2 separate regions of the Sus scrofa genome follow, and region 2 is linked to region 1. Evidence: chromatin contacts called from public Hi-C data. All regions are on one chromosome and are shown on one strand. The core of a region is the stretch at or near the end of the contact, and the rest is flanking DNA. Distances in the headings are between cores, read along the strand shown.

Region 1 (7,652 bases), core at 3,491-5,990:
CCAGCGCAGCCAGGACAGCAGCACTGGAGACGCAGGACAGCAAGGATGCCACCGTGGACACGCCGCCCCCGAAGGGTCAAGGCAGGGGGATGACCTCTGGCAGGACAGAGGCACCATCGCTGAAGGCTCAGGACACAAGGATGACCGAAGGACCAGGGGACAAGAACTCGAGGCTGATGGCCCCAAGGACAGTGCCCACAAAGCCTCAGGGCCACTCGAGAGCCACAGCAAGGATGCCCCTTCCAGTCAGTCAGGGGGTGCGGGCCCCAGCAGGAGTCAGACTCACAGGAGCCACCACAGCGGCTGTCCCACCCGAGAAGAGCACCCAGGCCACCCCGTCTTCGGCCCCTCCGCAGAGCCCCACCACCCAGAGAGCCCAGAGACTGCAGGCCGCCAACTTCAAGTCCGAGCCGCAGTGGGATTTTGAGGAAGAATACAGCCTGGATGTGGGGGGGCTCCAGTCAGTGAGTTTTCCCCCTCCCCTTGCCCTGAGCCCCTCCAGGCAGGCAGCGCCCCCCCCCCACAGGCTCCACTCCTCGTCCCACCCTGCTCTCCCCCACGCTGCTCTCATCCCGGAGTCCTGGGCCAGGCCGCAGGCGAGGGTGAGAGCGAGAAGGGCCTGCTCTGGGTCCCCAGGAGGCCAGGAGAGTCTCACAGGTAATTCCACGACCCTCCCTCTTCCATCCCTGAGAAAACCAGCCCAGGCCCACAGCCCCAGGAGGGAAGCATTCAGAATATGGATGTTTCCGCACGTGAGCAACCACACCCTGCATATGGGACACGTAACACATTCGCAGGCCAGGCCAGACCTCTCACACGCAGGAAGGTGCATTTGCCTTGAGGGCTAAGAACTACCCATTCCCTGGGCCCCCAACCCGGGGTGGGGGGGTTTGCTGGGCCATCGGTGGCGGGAGAGGGCGGAAGGCGTGGAAATAGGACAGACACCCCAGCTTAGAGGCCTGCTTTCTGCCCCTGCCCCCCACCCCCACCCCCAGCCGGGGCCGTGGTCTTCCCAGGCCTCTGCCTGCCTGACCCGTCCTCCTGCCTGTAGACCTGCCCTGACTCGGTGAAGATCAAGGCCTCCAGGTCACCCTGGCTCCAGAAGCTCTTTCTGCCCAACCTCACCCTCTTCCTGGACTCCAGACACTTCAACCTGAGCGAGTGGGTTCGCCTGGAACACTTCGCTCCACCCTTTGGCTTCATGGAGCTCAATTTCTCCTGTGAGTGCTCACCCCCGGGGCCCGGGAGTGCCCGAGGCCTCGGTGGGGGGTGGGGGCACGGGCCCCTGCGCTCCCAGGGCTCTGAATGCCCCCCGCCTGTTGCAGTGGTGCAGAAGGTGGTGACACGCTTCCCCCCGGTGCCCCAGCAGCAGCTGCTCCTGGCCGCCCTCCCCAGTGGGAGCTCCCAGTGCATCCGCTGTGCCGTGGTCGGTAACGGAGGCATCCTGAACAATTCCCACATGGGCCGGGAGATAGACGGCCACGACTACGTGTTCCGGTGAGCTGCCCACCCCCGCCCCGTCCCCGCAGAGGTGGGCTCTTCGAAAGATCTCAGAGGGGTCCTGCGCCTGCATGTGGAAGGCGGGGGTCCTGGGCTCCCCAGAGAGTCTCCGTAAACAGCCGCTGCCTCCCCGGGTCTCCTTCCTTGCCCGAGCCCTCCACGCGCTCCCTCCTGCACTGCCTTGTCTCTCCGTCCAGGCTGAGTGGAGCTGTCATTAAGGGCTACGAACAGGATGTGGGCACTCGGACATCCTTCTACGGCTTTACCGCCTTCTCCCTGACCCAGTCACTTCTCATCCTGGGCAGCCGGGGCTTCCAGCACGCACCTCTGGGGAAGGTGAGCAGAGAGGAATGGGCCTGGCCGCATGCAGGCTTCCAATAAAGGAGGATGCAGGGGAGATGGGGAGACGAGCATCCTGGGTCTGGGGTGGGTACAGGCTCCGTCTCTGCAAGGGGCACGAGCCGGGAGGGGGGCCAAGACAGGCCTGAAAAGGGCAGGCAGGCAGTCTGGAGCCAGAGCCCAGCCACCCCACTGAAGGCAGGATGTCCTTGGCCCTCAGGACGTCCGCTACCTGCACTTCCTGGAAGGCACCCGGGACTATGAGTGGCTGGAAGCACTGCTTCTGAATCAGACCCTGGTGAAAAAGAGCCTTTTCTGGTTCAGGTACCACCGCCCCTCGCCTCACCCCCAGGTGAGCTCGTAGAGAGCAAGCTGCTGTGCAGGGTTGGCCAGGTGGGGACCGTCTGAGCCGCCACCTGGAGATGGGGTACCAATCGTGCCCATGACCTTGGCTTGGCCCACACCAGGTGAGGTAAGAGAACTGAGCCCAAATGACCCGCAGGCACAGGCCCCAGGAAGCTTTCCAGGAAGCCTTGCAAATGGACAGATACCTGTTGCTGCACCCGGACCTGCTCCGCTACATGAAGAACAGGTGAGAGGAGGAAGCCCGTGGAAGGGGCCGGGCCCCTCTCATCCTCGCAGCCTCCTGACAGCTGGGGCGCTGGGGTGTCTCACAGGTTCCTGAGATCTAAGACTCTGAACACGGCCCACTGGAGAATATACCGGCCCACCACGGGGGCCCTCCTGCTGCTGACTGCCCTTCAGCTCTGTGACCAGGTGAGGCTCTGCTTCAGGAGCAGGAGCACCTGGAGAGGCGGCTCGGGGGTATCGCTGGGCCTGCCCCGCCTGAGAGGATGGCTGGGGTGGGCGGAGTGGCCTGAGTGAGTACCTGCCTGGGTGCAAACGTGCATCCAGGGGGCCTGCACCCAGACCCCGGGACGGACCCCGGATAAAGGGACCCCAGCTACAGCACACACAGCGTGAGCCCGGGAGAAGGAGCCTGGGAGGCACACCTGCAGGCCTTACTTCTCCAGCATTCATGCAGGTGAGCGCCTATGGCTTCATCACTGAGGGCCACGAACGCTTCTCCGATCACTACTATGACAAGTCATGGAAACGGACTATCTTTTATATCAACCATGACTTCAGGCTGGAGAGAACACTCTGGAAGCGGCTACATGATGAAGGTATTATCCGGCTGTACCAACGTCCTGGAACTCCCACACCGACCATCTGACTGGAGCCTGGGCCAAGAAGGCCCTTCAGTCACAGCAAGGAGCGTGGGGCAGTGGGACGTGGAGACGCCTGGGCTGTTTCCCAGCGCCTCGACCAGGCTGCGAGTCCCTGCAGACTCCAGGTGACACCACAGAGCAGGCAGATGCCCTCAGGATGGTAAAGGACTGACTGAGGCTTTCGAGACCTTGGAAATGTATTCCAGAGTCTGTTCCATGGAGGTGCAGGGGCTCCACTCTTTTTTTTTTTTTTTTTTTTAGGGCCGTACCCATAGCATATGGAGGCTAGGGGTCCAATCAGAGCTACAGCTGCCAGTCTACGCCACAGCCACAGCAACACCAGATTCGAGTCATGTCCTCGACCTACACCACAGTTCAGGGCAACGCCGGATCCTTCACCCACTGAGCGAGGCCAGGGATTGAACCTGCGTCCTCATGGATCCTAGTCAGATTTGTTTCCACTGCATCACGACGGGGAATTCCAGGGGTTCCATTCTTGAGACCAAGGAATTTTAACTGAACCTTCCCTGTCCCAAGGCTCCGAAGAAGGAGCCCGAACTTACAGAGACACATAGATTTGGCGTTGACTTCCAGATCTTCTATTTAGCAGCTGTGAAATCTTGAAGGCATTACTTAATTTCACTCTAAATTGTCTAGAGGATGCTTCCAGGGGCTATCTGACTCTAGAAGGGGCGACACCTTTCCTGGTCTTTGAGCTACTTGACAGCTCTCTGGGTTGTAGCAAACTGACAGCGACAAAAAAGGTTCTTGTCCACGGAGAGACAAATAAATTTTGTACAGTGAAAAATGACTCCCCTTTGAATAGTGACGGGTTTTCTTCCTCCTAGCAAATTCATTTTGGCATGCTTGATTGCCCATATGTGTGTGTCTGGATTTTGAACCAGTTTTTACCAGTAATTCAATAATTACAAAGTTAAATAAAACTTACGACGTGTGTTCATTTTATGGTTGCCTAAGAGCTGCAATCTTACTCTTTGGAAAAAACCATCCTTTAACCTTTCCTTTTCAAGGGCCACTGTTTTCTAATCTCTAAAATTACCTTTTTTTTTCTTCTTTTAGGGCCGCACCCACGGCATATGGAGGTTCCCAGGCTAGGGGTCGAATGGGAGCTGCAGATGCCAGCCGCAGCCACAGCAACACAGGCTCCAAGCCGTGCCTGTGACCTATGCCACAGCTCATGGCAATGCCGGCTCCTTACTCCACTAGCAAGGCCAGGGAATGAACCTGCATCCTCATGGATACTAGTCAGATTTGTTTCTGCTGGGCCCCGACGGGAACTCCTGTAAAATGACTTTCAGGATATACGTTTCACAAGGACTTTAAAAGTGACCGTATGAAGAAGGCCTGATGCAGCAAGGAGCTTGTTCTCCCTCTTTCACTTGTTTACCCTCCCGTGGACCTGCAGTTTCGCAAACCCCAGGATGAGAATTTGGGCTAAGCCAAAGACATCTCAGTCCACCTTACCTCTTGTGCTCTATCTTCAGGATCTGAACTCTGAAGCCCAGACGAACTCTAGAGGGAGGGGGGAAAAAAAGCGAACTCCCTTTTAGACTGAATGCTCAGGTTTCCAAAGCTAATTAACACCAGTTGGTCCCAATTTACTCCCCTCTGGAGGGTGCAGTACCAGCTCTGGGGGGCAGGTGGCAGCATCTCTACGCTCGTGCCTCAGAACGCCCGGCTTTTCTTTTTCGGGTTTTCCTAGCTATTCCTACATGCTTGTTCTTCCATGGGAATTTCAGTATCCATTTAGGATCCCATACTATCAGTAAGGACCTCCAAATCCGCCTCCTCAAGTTCACACTCAGGCTACCCAAACATAAAGGCTGAGCCTCGTTTATCTGGGTCCACATTTGGATAAACTGTTGGATGAACTCAATCTGAGTAAATTAGAAAAGATAAATCAGTTAGAGGCATAAGAATTAGCAAAGAATTCACGTGCAGATGAATGATGGTGTGTGACAGAATATACTATGTAATATCGACAAAGTAGCAGGATATAAAATTAAGGTACAGAAATCAGTACACTGCTAAACATAATCAATGACCAGGGAAAGGATATAAGGGAGAGAAAACCCACTTGCAGTAGTAACCAAGAAGATGAAATAAATGAGCAACGAATTCGGCAAGAAATGTCCTAAATCAGTATGAGGAAAGCATTACTCCTGAAAGTCACAAAAGTAGATTCAGACAAATGGAGAGTCATCCTTTGTTCTTGGAAAGAATAACCCAACACAATAAATGTGTCGGCTCTCCCCAAGTAAATTTATAACTTTAATGCAAGTCCAATAAAAATACCGAGACATTTTTTCTAGAGTCTAAATGCATATTTAAAATGCATACGGAAGAATAATAAACACTAAGGATAGCTCAGAAAACCTGAAAAAGAAAGGCTGTGAGGGCGGTCTAGCCTGATATTAAGATATACTATAAAGTCTCTATTATTATTTTTCTTTTTTGTCTTTTTAGGGCTGTACCCACGGCATATGGAGGTTCCCAGGCTAGGGGTCCAATCGGAGCTGTAGCCGCCGGCCTACACCACACCCACAGCAGCTTGGGATTCGAGCCACATCTGCGACCTACACCACAGCTCATGGCCTCGGCAGATCCTTAACCCACTGAGTGAGGCCAGGGATCGAACCTGCGTCCTCATGGATACTAGTCAGATTCGTTTCTGCTGAGCCACGACGGGAACACCAAGTCTGTGTTATTTAAACAACACTGTACTGCCGCAAGAATACATGACCAGCTGAATGGAACAGAAAGTCCAGAAACCTACCCAAGCAGATGTGGAAATCACGGGGTCAAACAGACCTTCTACCTCATGGTGATCAGACAACAGAGAACTATTTGGAAAGAGATCAAACTAGATCTATAACCTGCTCCACACACAGGAATAAACTCGAGACGGTTCAGAGATCTAAGTGTAACAAAGGAAATGCTAAGAATACCGAGAATTTACGGGCAAATGCCTCTCTGGCTAAGGTGTAGGGAAAAGTTTTCTAAACACAACTCAAAATTCAGAAGCACTAAAACATCGATAGATTTGACGACCTAAAAATAATAAAATTTCATTTGCCCAAAAAAACCACCATAAAGCCACAGACAAATACAAAACTGGAGAAAAATATTTGACATAAGTATCATGGTAAAAGGGTTAACAACTCTAGTAGGTTTTTTTAAACTCATAAAAATGAAAGGAAATAAGTGCAAAAGCCAATAGAAACATGGGCACAAACATCACGGGTGGAGTTCCCGCTGTGGTGCAGTGGGTTAGGAATCCAGCAGCAGCAGCGTGGGTCGCTGCGAAGGTTTGGGTTTGACCCCTGGCCAGGTGCAGGGGCTTAAAGGATCCAGCATAGGTCACAGCTGCTGCTTGGATTAGATCCCTGGCCTGGGAACTTCCATGTGCCACGGGTGCGGCCATCAAAAAAAAGGAAAAAAAAAAAATCAACAGTAACAACTCTTTCAAAAAAAGATATAATAATGGCCCTTAACCATATGGAAACATGTTCAATTTGATTCATAAGAGAAACACAAACTGAAATGCTTCTGTGATACCATTTTCCATCTCTCATAGTGGCAAAAATTTAAAAACTCGACAACTATCCTGTTGGCAGAGCTATAGGGAAAAATATGTTTAACTCTTGACCAAAAAAAATCCGGAGTTCCCATTATGGCGCAGCGGAAATGAATCCGACGAGGAACCATGAGGTTGTGGGTTCGATTCCTGGCTTCGCTCAGTGGGTTAAGGATCCAGTGTTGCTGTGGCTGTGGTGTAGGCTGGCAGCTACAGCTCCGATTAGACCCCTAGCCTGGGAACTTCCATATGCCGTGGGTGTGGCCCTAAAAATAGATTAAAAGATTAAAAAAAAAACACTAAAATTGGAGTTCCCGTCATGGCTCAATGGTTAATGAAGCTGACTAGTATGCCAGAGGACGTGGGTTTGATCCCTGGCCACGCTCAGTGGGTTAAGGATCCTAAAAAGACAAAAGACCAAAAAAAAAAAAAAAATTAAGATCAACCAAGATGGAGAGAAACCCCAAGACGGAATACAAAGATAAACAAATGAACCTAACTCTATTAAAATGTTATTCACAACCATACAGGGGTGTGGGGGGGTAATATTTCCATGCTAAATTCTCAGAATAAAGACAAAAAGAGTTGCAAACAAATGCTGAATTCTAACTGGTGGGTTTGTTTTACACAGTGCTATGGCTTAGTCATTCTGAAACCACCCTCGGTGTATTTGAGAATTAAGCAAGGAAGTAAACATATGAAGGATAATGGAAACCTTTTTTTTTTTTTTTTTTGTCTTTTTTTTTAGGGCCCCACCCGCAGCATATGGAGGTTCCCAGGCTAGTGGTCAAATCGGAGCTATAGCTGCCGGCCTACACCACAGCCATAGCAACACAGGATCCGAGCCGCGTCTGCGACCCACACCACAGCTCATGGCAACATCAGATCCTTAACCCACTGAGCGAGGCCAGGGATTGAACCTTCGTCCTCATGGATACTAGTCAGATTCATTTCCGCTGAGCCACGACGGGAACTCCGAAACG
Region 2 (7,652 bases), core at 2,143-4,642, 140 kb after region 1:
GACTCTGGGATGGTAGGTGGCAGGCTCAGGGGCCTGGGCTTCAGGTAGTGGCTGGTCTGAGCGGACATCCTGGCTGCTGCTGCCAACTCGTGGGGGTGGCCCAGCTTCAGAAGTGGCCTCTGTGGTGAGGAAGGCCCCTCGGCACCTGCTGGCGAGGAGCGATGGTCAGGGGTCTGGTCCTCATTGCCAAGCGTCCAGGGTGGTGGGGCATCTGCCCTCTTGGTAGTGGATCTGCAGTGGGGGCTTGGGTGGAGCAAGCTTACAGGTTGCATGGATCCCTCCTGCCCTGTCCCTTCTCACTGGGTCCCCAGGTCTTTCTTTGTCTCTCTCCCACGAACCCCTGCAGAGGGACAAGCCGTAGAGGAGTCCTTCCCTGCGTCACAAAGCTGCATGGTCTGCACAGTGTCTGCCCTTCCCCCTCCATCTTCTTTCCCCGAGTCTCCAAGCCCCAAGCAGGGCACTCTTGTTCCTGAAGGCTGGGAGCCAGAGACAGGGGTCCCGCTTACCAGGACTGTGGGGCAGGGGCTCCAGCGTTCCCACCACACAACCAGTCCCTCCTCAGCTGTCCACAGGCTCAGGAACCAGAAAAATCTGGACTCCCGGGCTCACGGCTGGTGCAGCTGAGTGGCCGGGCGGCACGTGACATTGATCTCAGAGATGTCTAATCCCCCACCCACCCCGCCTCTGCGCTACAGGCAGGACGAAGCCAGCGGGGCTGCGGCAGCCTCATGCCCTGGACCCGCACGCAGACACTGCGCACAGAGGATTACGGCGGTGGGCTGAGGTCCCAGGGTTTGGGGGGAAAAGCTCGGGGCTGAGCCTCGTGGGCCCACTCTAATGCCTGCCCTGCCGCCAACTGGCTGGCGCGGGCACTCACTCTCTGCCCCCTGGGAGCCTGGGCAAACCCACCTTTGAGGGTCCTTCCAGCTCAGGCAGCCCGAGAGTACTACCATCTACAGCATTTGCTCAATTAGAAATGCAGAACTGTGGAGTTTCCACTGTGGCTCGGGGGTTAAGAACCTGACTAGTATCCATGAGCACGCAGGTTCAATCCCTGGCCTCAGTCAATGGGTTAAGGATCCAGCATGGCTGTGAGCTGCGGTGTAGGTCGCAGATACAGCTTGGATCTGTCATTGCTGTGGCTGTGGCTGTGGCTGGCAGCTGCAGCTCAGATTCAACCCCTCGCCTGGGAACGTCCATGTGCCACAGGTGCGGCCCCAAAAAGCAAAAAAAGGAACAAATTCATAGTGACAAAACAGAGTGACAGCAGGGTAGAGGGTGGTGGTCAAAGGTATAATGAGCCACTGGAGGGTCTGGGGGCCTGGAGACATCTTTCCCCGCCCCCCAACCTCATCCCACCTGACCCCACCTCCAGTGCAGAGTCTGGGGTAGCTCAGATGCATCTAGAAGGCGGGGTGTGGGGTGGGGCTTCCAGGAACTTCCCACTTGGAGCCCCACCTGCTCCCCATTCCCACCTCCATCCTGCCCGGTTCCCACTGCAGGAGATGAAGTGGCAGGCCCTGGGGGTCAGGGGGTCCCCAGTGCTGATGATGCCTCCAAGACCCCAACTTTCCAGGCAGAGCAGCCGAAAGGCTCCGACAGGCAGGGAAGGCAGCCCTCCGTTCAGGTGCTTGAGCATCTATTTGCATTTTTCCGCGGGTTTGGGGGGCATCCTTCTCTTCGCCCCTCCCCTGCTCTGAACATGTGCCCCACACACCTGGCACCGAGCACATCTTGCCTAATCGTATTTACCTTAGCAACCTTAATCTGTCACTAGCAGGTTCCCTGGGGACAGAGACTCAGCTGGAGAATTAAGTGCGGGAGTCTCACCCCCCCACACCTCCCCACCCCCGCCTCCATGGCGGGGAGCAGGGGAAGCAGGGCTCGGCAGAGGGAGAAGTTGGGCTGTGATGACGCCGTTGCTACAGAGGCCTCGGCTCACAGCAGAAGGAGCCAAAAGCCCCTCAGAGACGCCTGGATGGAGGCAGGGGGCAGGGGGCAGGCCTCGTGGCCCTGCATCCGTCCTGCTGAGGCAGCTTCCTCCAGCGGAGCGCAATTCCCGCGTGAGAACCTAGGGGGTCTCAACAGATGCACCGGATGGGACATCGGGATCCCTTCCTCCAAGCTGTCTGGAGCCACCCTATCAGGAGGGGCGCAGTCACAGCAGCCAGATACCCGCACCTGTCTCGGATCCCTCTTCTTCCCAACCAGGAAGCCCCTCGGCTTGCCTGACTCCCTAAGGTTGCGAATTCCCCTCCCCTGGGGCTCTGTTACTTTGGTTCCGTCCCAAGCCTGGCCCGCTCCTTCTCTCACCGCCCCCAACTTCAGGATGTGAGCTTCTTTACCTGCTGCCAAGGAAACACTCTGGATTTTACCCCAAGCCCAGGCTTTTGCTGTCTGTGCCCAGGGTGCCTGTCCCCAGGAGTGGCCAGGTGCACCTACAGTTCTTATACTGACATGCTCCTGAAACACCTGAGATTTTTCTCACACTGCTGCCTTTCCTTTCGCTGCTATCCCATCCCAGTTCCCTGTCCGTGAACGTTGTAATGATTGTACCCCTGCAGCATGCCAGGGGCCAGAATATTCTACCCACCACTGGCGAGGGAGGTCCTCCTTAGCAGGCCAGGATCAGGGACAGACTCCATTATAGTCTGTTCCCTGGGACCACGGCCTGAGGCCAGAGGGCCACACTTTGTTGCTCCGTAGGGACAGTCATTGGCTGGACGAGGCATCTTCTTTCAGCCAAGAACCATCTCTGGGGAGGAACTGCAGCTGTGAGCCTCAGCAGGTGGGACGTGTTCCCTGGACCTAAAGGTGGACTTGGCCTGGGCACCACAGTGTGTCCACTGCATGCCCATCTCCTTCAAAGGCCTAGAAATGCCTGGAAAACAGCGATTTCACTGAACACGTGGTAACGCACTCGGTACCTAGAGCAAGAATCTATCAACTAGGTGTTGATTCTTCTGTTGAGGAAGGTGGCACTTAGCTCCTTGACTTCCTGTGGGTTTCTTTTGACGCCTCCTTTGCGTGGATAGGCTGACATCACTGCAGGGCTGACTGTGGCCCTGTCCCGTTTAGGGTTCAATACCTGCTTTGTTACACAGGCCATTTCCCCAGGAACTTTCCAGACCTTTCTAGAATGGAGGTGTCAAAAATGGGGAGAGACCGCCACCTCCTGGAGAAAGAAGGCACCTATGGCTTCCTGAGCATCTGGAGCCCCATCGTCCAGCAGAAAGATCCTGGGACCACCCCCCATTTGTGATTTTCAGTTTTCTAGTAGCCACAAGAAAAAAAAAAGCCAAAGGAAACAGGTGAACTTGACTTTAAAATAATATTGTATTTAACCCAATATATAGAAAGTATTTTCATTTCAACAAGTCATCAATATAAAAATTATTGGAGATATTGTATTTATTTATTTATTTATTTTGCCTTTGTAGAGCTCCACCTGCAGCACATGGAGCTTCCCAGGCTAGGGGTCGAATCGGAGCTGTAGCTGCTGGCCTTCGCAGGATCCAAGCCACATCTGCAACCTGCACCACAGCTCACAACGCCAGATCCTTAACCCACTGAGCAAGGCCAGGGATTGAACCCGCAACTTCATGGTTCCTAGTCACATTGGTTTCTGCTGAACCACGACAGGAACTCCTGGAGATATTTTATATTCTGTAGAAGCAACACCGAGTAGTTATGTTGTGAGCCACATGGGAAGTCCAAGAGATATTTTATATTCTGGTTTTTTTCTCCCCTTCCACTGAGTCTCCCAAACCAGTGCTTTTTTTTTTTTTTTTTTTTTTTTAATTTTAGGACCGCACCTGTGGCATATGGAAGTTCCAGGATAGGAGTTGAAACAGAGCTGCAGCTGCTGGCCTATATCACAGCCACAGCAACATGGGATCTAAGCCACATCTGTGACCTATGTCGCTGCTTTCAGCAACACTGGATCCTTAACCCACTGATCGAGGCTAGAGATGGAATCTGAATCCCTATGGACACTGTGTCAGGTTCTTAACCCACTGAGCCGCAATGGGAACTCCTTTTTGTTGTCATTGTTGTTGTCTTTTTAGGACCACACTTGAGGCCTACAGAAGTTCCCAGGCTAGGGGTCAAATCGGAGCTGCAGCTGCCGGCTACACCACAGCCACATCGACTGTGATCTGAGCTGCATCTGTGACCGATGCCACAGGTTGTAGCGATGCTGGACCCTTAATACACCAAGCGAGGCCGGAGACTGAACCCACAACCTCACAGACACTGTGTTGGGTTCCTAACCTGCTGAGCCACGACGGGAACTCCCAGTGTGTTTTTACACTTATAGCCCATGGCAGTTCAGACAAGCCACATTTCAAGTGCTCAAAAGTCACATGTTTTTGGGGGGCACTGCAGTGGGCAGCCCAGATCTAGAAACCGAAGGCTCATAGTGGGGGAGGAGGAGAGCACATGTGCGTGAGTGTGCAAGCGCAGAGGAGCAGGGCGAGAGTGGGTGTGTGTGTGCTGGGAGTGTGCCTGTGGGGGTGGGGTGTGTCTAGGACAAATGGAGAGCTGGGACTTGAGGAGGGACAGAGGAGTCCCAGGGACTGTTGGCACATCTGGGACCTTTGAGAGAGGTTAGCTCTCATTCAGTCATTCCACAGACATCTTTTGTGCACCTACCGTGGGTCAGACCTGTGCTGGACGTTGGTACCAACGTGCAAAGAAGATTTGGTCCCATAGGAGAGAAAGGCATGCAAACAAATGGTTGGAATAGAGGGAAATAAATTAATCAGACGGGTCTGACCAGGGAAGTGGGGAATAAGTGGGAGAAACGGGGCTTCCTCATGGATAAGAAGCGCCCCCTTGGGTATTCTAAGATGAAAAGGGGTTCTTTAGGTAAAATCTTGGGTTGAAGCAGAGGGAAAAAAAAATTCCAAGCAGACAGGGAAGCAAAGGCACAAAGGCACCAAAAAGTCGGGATCCTGGAGTGAGCAGCTCCGGGCACTGGGTGCAGAAGTGGTAGGTAGGTTGGAGGTGGGTGGAAGGAATGGGTTTGTGAAGGCCTCTCCCTGCCTCCGTCTCGTGTCCCGTGGAAAGCCACGGGAAAAAGCTCAGCGGTCAGATGATCATGCTTACATTTTCACTCTCCTGGGAACGAGGTGGCGAGGAAACGACAGGAATGTTTAGGGAAGAGACGGAGGTGAAGGAATGGCAGCAGCTAATGTTGATCAGGCTTGTACCTGGCACGGGCAGGTGCAAAACACCTTCTATTCATCATGTCAGTCAAATTGGCCACAGCCCTCTCAGGTAAGCACTGTTTTTTGTTTTGTGTGTGTGTGTGTGTTTTAATGGCCCCGCCTGCAGCATATGGAGGGTCCCAGGCTAGGGGTCGAATCCGAGCCGCAGCTGCCGACTTACACCACAGCCGCAGCAACGCCAGATCCCAGCTTTGTCTTCAATCCACATCACAGCCCACAGCAACACCGGATCCTTTAACCGACTGAGTGGGGCCAGGGATTGAACCCGCGTCCTCATGGTTACTAGTCGGATTCATTACTTCGGATCCACAACAGAACTCCTAAGTAAGTGCTGTTATTAGTCCCTTTTTACAGAAAGCAAACCAAGGCTCAGAGAAGTAAAATAACTTGCCCAAGGTCACAGAGTGAGTCGGGGGCAGCACAGGCTTCAAACCCACATTCATTTAACTGCAGAACCTCACCCTTCGCCACTGCTCCAGCTCCACCCTCTGACACCCCCGTGGAGCTGCTCCTGGCTGTTCCAGGTCTGGGAGTGTGTGAAAAGGGGGTAGATGGACTGTGACCTGGGCTTTGATGACTTGTGGGGCTCAGTGTTGAGGGCTGACTCCCAGGTGGCCAATTTGGTACCCAGGTGGGTGATGCTGCCGACCAGCTGGATGAAGGCTCTGGGAGAGAAGGAACAGGTGGGGGAGAAGATGTCTCTTTGCACCTGGGGCTGGCTGGTGCTGGCAGTGGCTGGCGAAGAGTGTGGCCTGGTTAGGTCATAGCGGCCCTACTGTGCTGCAGGCTGGTCTGGCGGATTTGCTATCCTTGGCGCCCCTGTATCCTCAGGAAGGAGGAAAGAAGGATGAGCCTGCCAATCTTCGGCTCTCACTCATGGCTCAACGTCTCCACTGTCGCCCCAGCACAAAGTTTTCGCCCAGTGGAGGGCCGTCCATCCTTGGGGTCGGGAGTGAGAATGGCCAAAGGCCAGCTGCTCTGAGGCCTGATTCTGACTCTACTCCAGGGTGACCTTGGGCAAGGTCCATAGTTGCTTCTCCCAGGGCATCAGTGCAAGGAGGGGTAAAGCTCCAGGAACAAGAAGAGCCCTTTTATTTATTTATTCATTTGGCCACACCCATGGCACGCAGAAGTTCCCAGGCCAGGGGCTGAACCTGGGCCACAGCAGTGACCAGAGACACAGCAGTGACAACACCAGGTCCTTTAACTGCTAGGCCATCGGGGAACTCCAAAAGGAGCCCTTTTAACTCCCAAAGCCCGAGATTCTAGAGCAACCCAGAGTGGGAGCCTCAAAGGCATTGCTCTGGCCAGCTGCTGAGGGTTGGCAGTCCCTGGGATGGTTCCCCTCCCACCCGCCTTCCTGGCCAAAGCCCCCAGCGCTGAAGGCAGCCTGGAGCCCCCAACACTCACTGCAGGGTAGAAGGAGCTTCAGGCCCCTCTGGATTTGCTCCTCCAGGAGGTTTGCAGAGGCCAGGCAGGGTGGGGCTCCCCCAGGGGGCAGTGTGAGAGGCGCCCAGTGGCTGGTTAAGATAGGGGCGAGATGTGGCCTGCTTCCCCAAGATCAGTTCACTCTGCTGCCAGCTCTGCTGCTTCCAGCACCGGGCCAGCCCCTTCGCAAGGGGAGTGGCCAGGCTGGCTCAGTTTCCAGCAGGCACATTTGTAAATAAGCAAAATACTCCCCAGAAGCATCTCTGTTTCCCAGGAAGGGCTAGGTGGCGAGGCCATGGAAGAAGGGGGTTTCTCCATTGGGGAATGAAGGCTTTTTTTTCATTCAACAATTAGGAAATCGAGGCATTCCCACTGTGGCACCATGGGATTGGGAGCGTCTTGGGAGCCCTGGGACGCAGGTTCAATCCCTGGCTGGGCATGGGGGGTTGAGGATCCAGTGACCCTGAAGCTGTGGCTTAGGTCACAGCTGCAGGTCAGATCTGAACCCTGGCCAGGGAAACTCCATATGCCGTGGGGCAGCCAAAAAAAAAAAAAAAAAAAAAAAAAAGAAAGAAAGAAAAATTAGGAACATGAAAATTAGGCAGGGGCTTCCATCCCGGCTCATTCCACCTGCCAGCCTGGGTGTGCCGAGACTGTGGTTGGGAGCTTGGGGTTTGGGAAGTGGTCATGCCTTATCTTTTCTGGGGCGTCTCAGGTCTGAGTGAGAGCACTGAAATGGGGAGAGATGTCCTGAGCCTGTCTTGGTAAAAGGGCTCGGAGGTAGCTCAGACAGGAAGATGATCTATCTCTTGAAGATGGCAAGGGAAGGGGAGGGCCAAAGAGGCTGCTCTCCCCGACCCCAGCTTCAGCTCCTTGGCCGTATGTGGGAGAGGATGGGGAACTGACCAAATGGAGGTGCAGGAACCTCAGAACTCTGATGTACCCATCAAGATGGTACATTATTTTATTTTATTTTACTTTTGTCTTTTGTCT

What was found. Hi-C and Micro-C count contacts between places; a contact is called where the count stands out from the background.
Region 2: a contact with region 1 is called in a Hi-C map of liver, with 2.6 times the contacts expected there. The contact joins the promoter of LOC100518330 here to the enhancer-like site in region 1. A contact is called at or near these places in 8 of 47 Hi-C or Micro-C datasets (embryonic fibroblasts, epiblast stem cells, liver and 4 more).

The regions. Positions count from the first base shown.
Region 1 is chr12:4,905,326-4,912,977 of Sscrofa11.1, forward strand. ST6GALNAC1 (alpha-N-acetylgalactosaminide alpha-2,6-sialyltransferase 1) reads left to right here. Exons shown (of 10, transcript XM_021066571.1): 2 at 1-464; 3 at 1,052-1,220; 4 at 1,326-1,497; 5 at 1,698-1,836; 6 at 2,060-2,163; 7 at 2,342-2,431; 8 at 2,517-2,616; 9 at 2,810-2,884; 10 at 2,989-4,020. The coding sequence ends at 3,021. Among named protein-coding and RNA genes, the nearest start is that of ST6GALNAC1, 19 kb to the left of the region's middle. Within about 2 kb of position 4,741, at least 2 of the 83 cell types and tissues checked have an H3K27ac peak or open chromatin away from gene starts, as enhancers often do. A contact at or near this core is called in liver, where this site is marked.
Region 2 is chr12:5,044,234-5,051,885 of Sscrofa11.1, forward strand. LOC100518330 (serotonin N-acetyltransferase) reads right to left here and starts at 3,393. Exons shown (of 3, transcript XM_005656910.3): 1 at 1-3,393. The coding sequence starts at 272.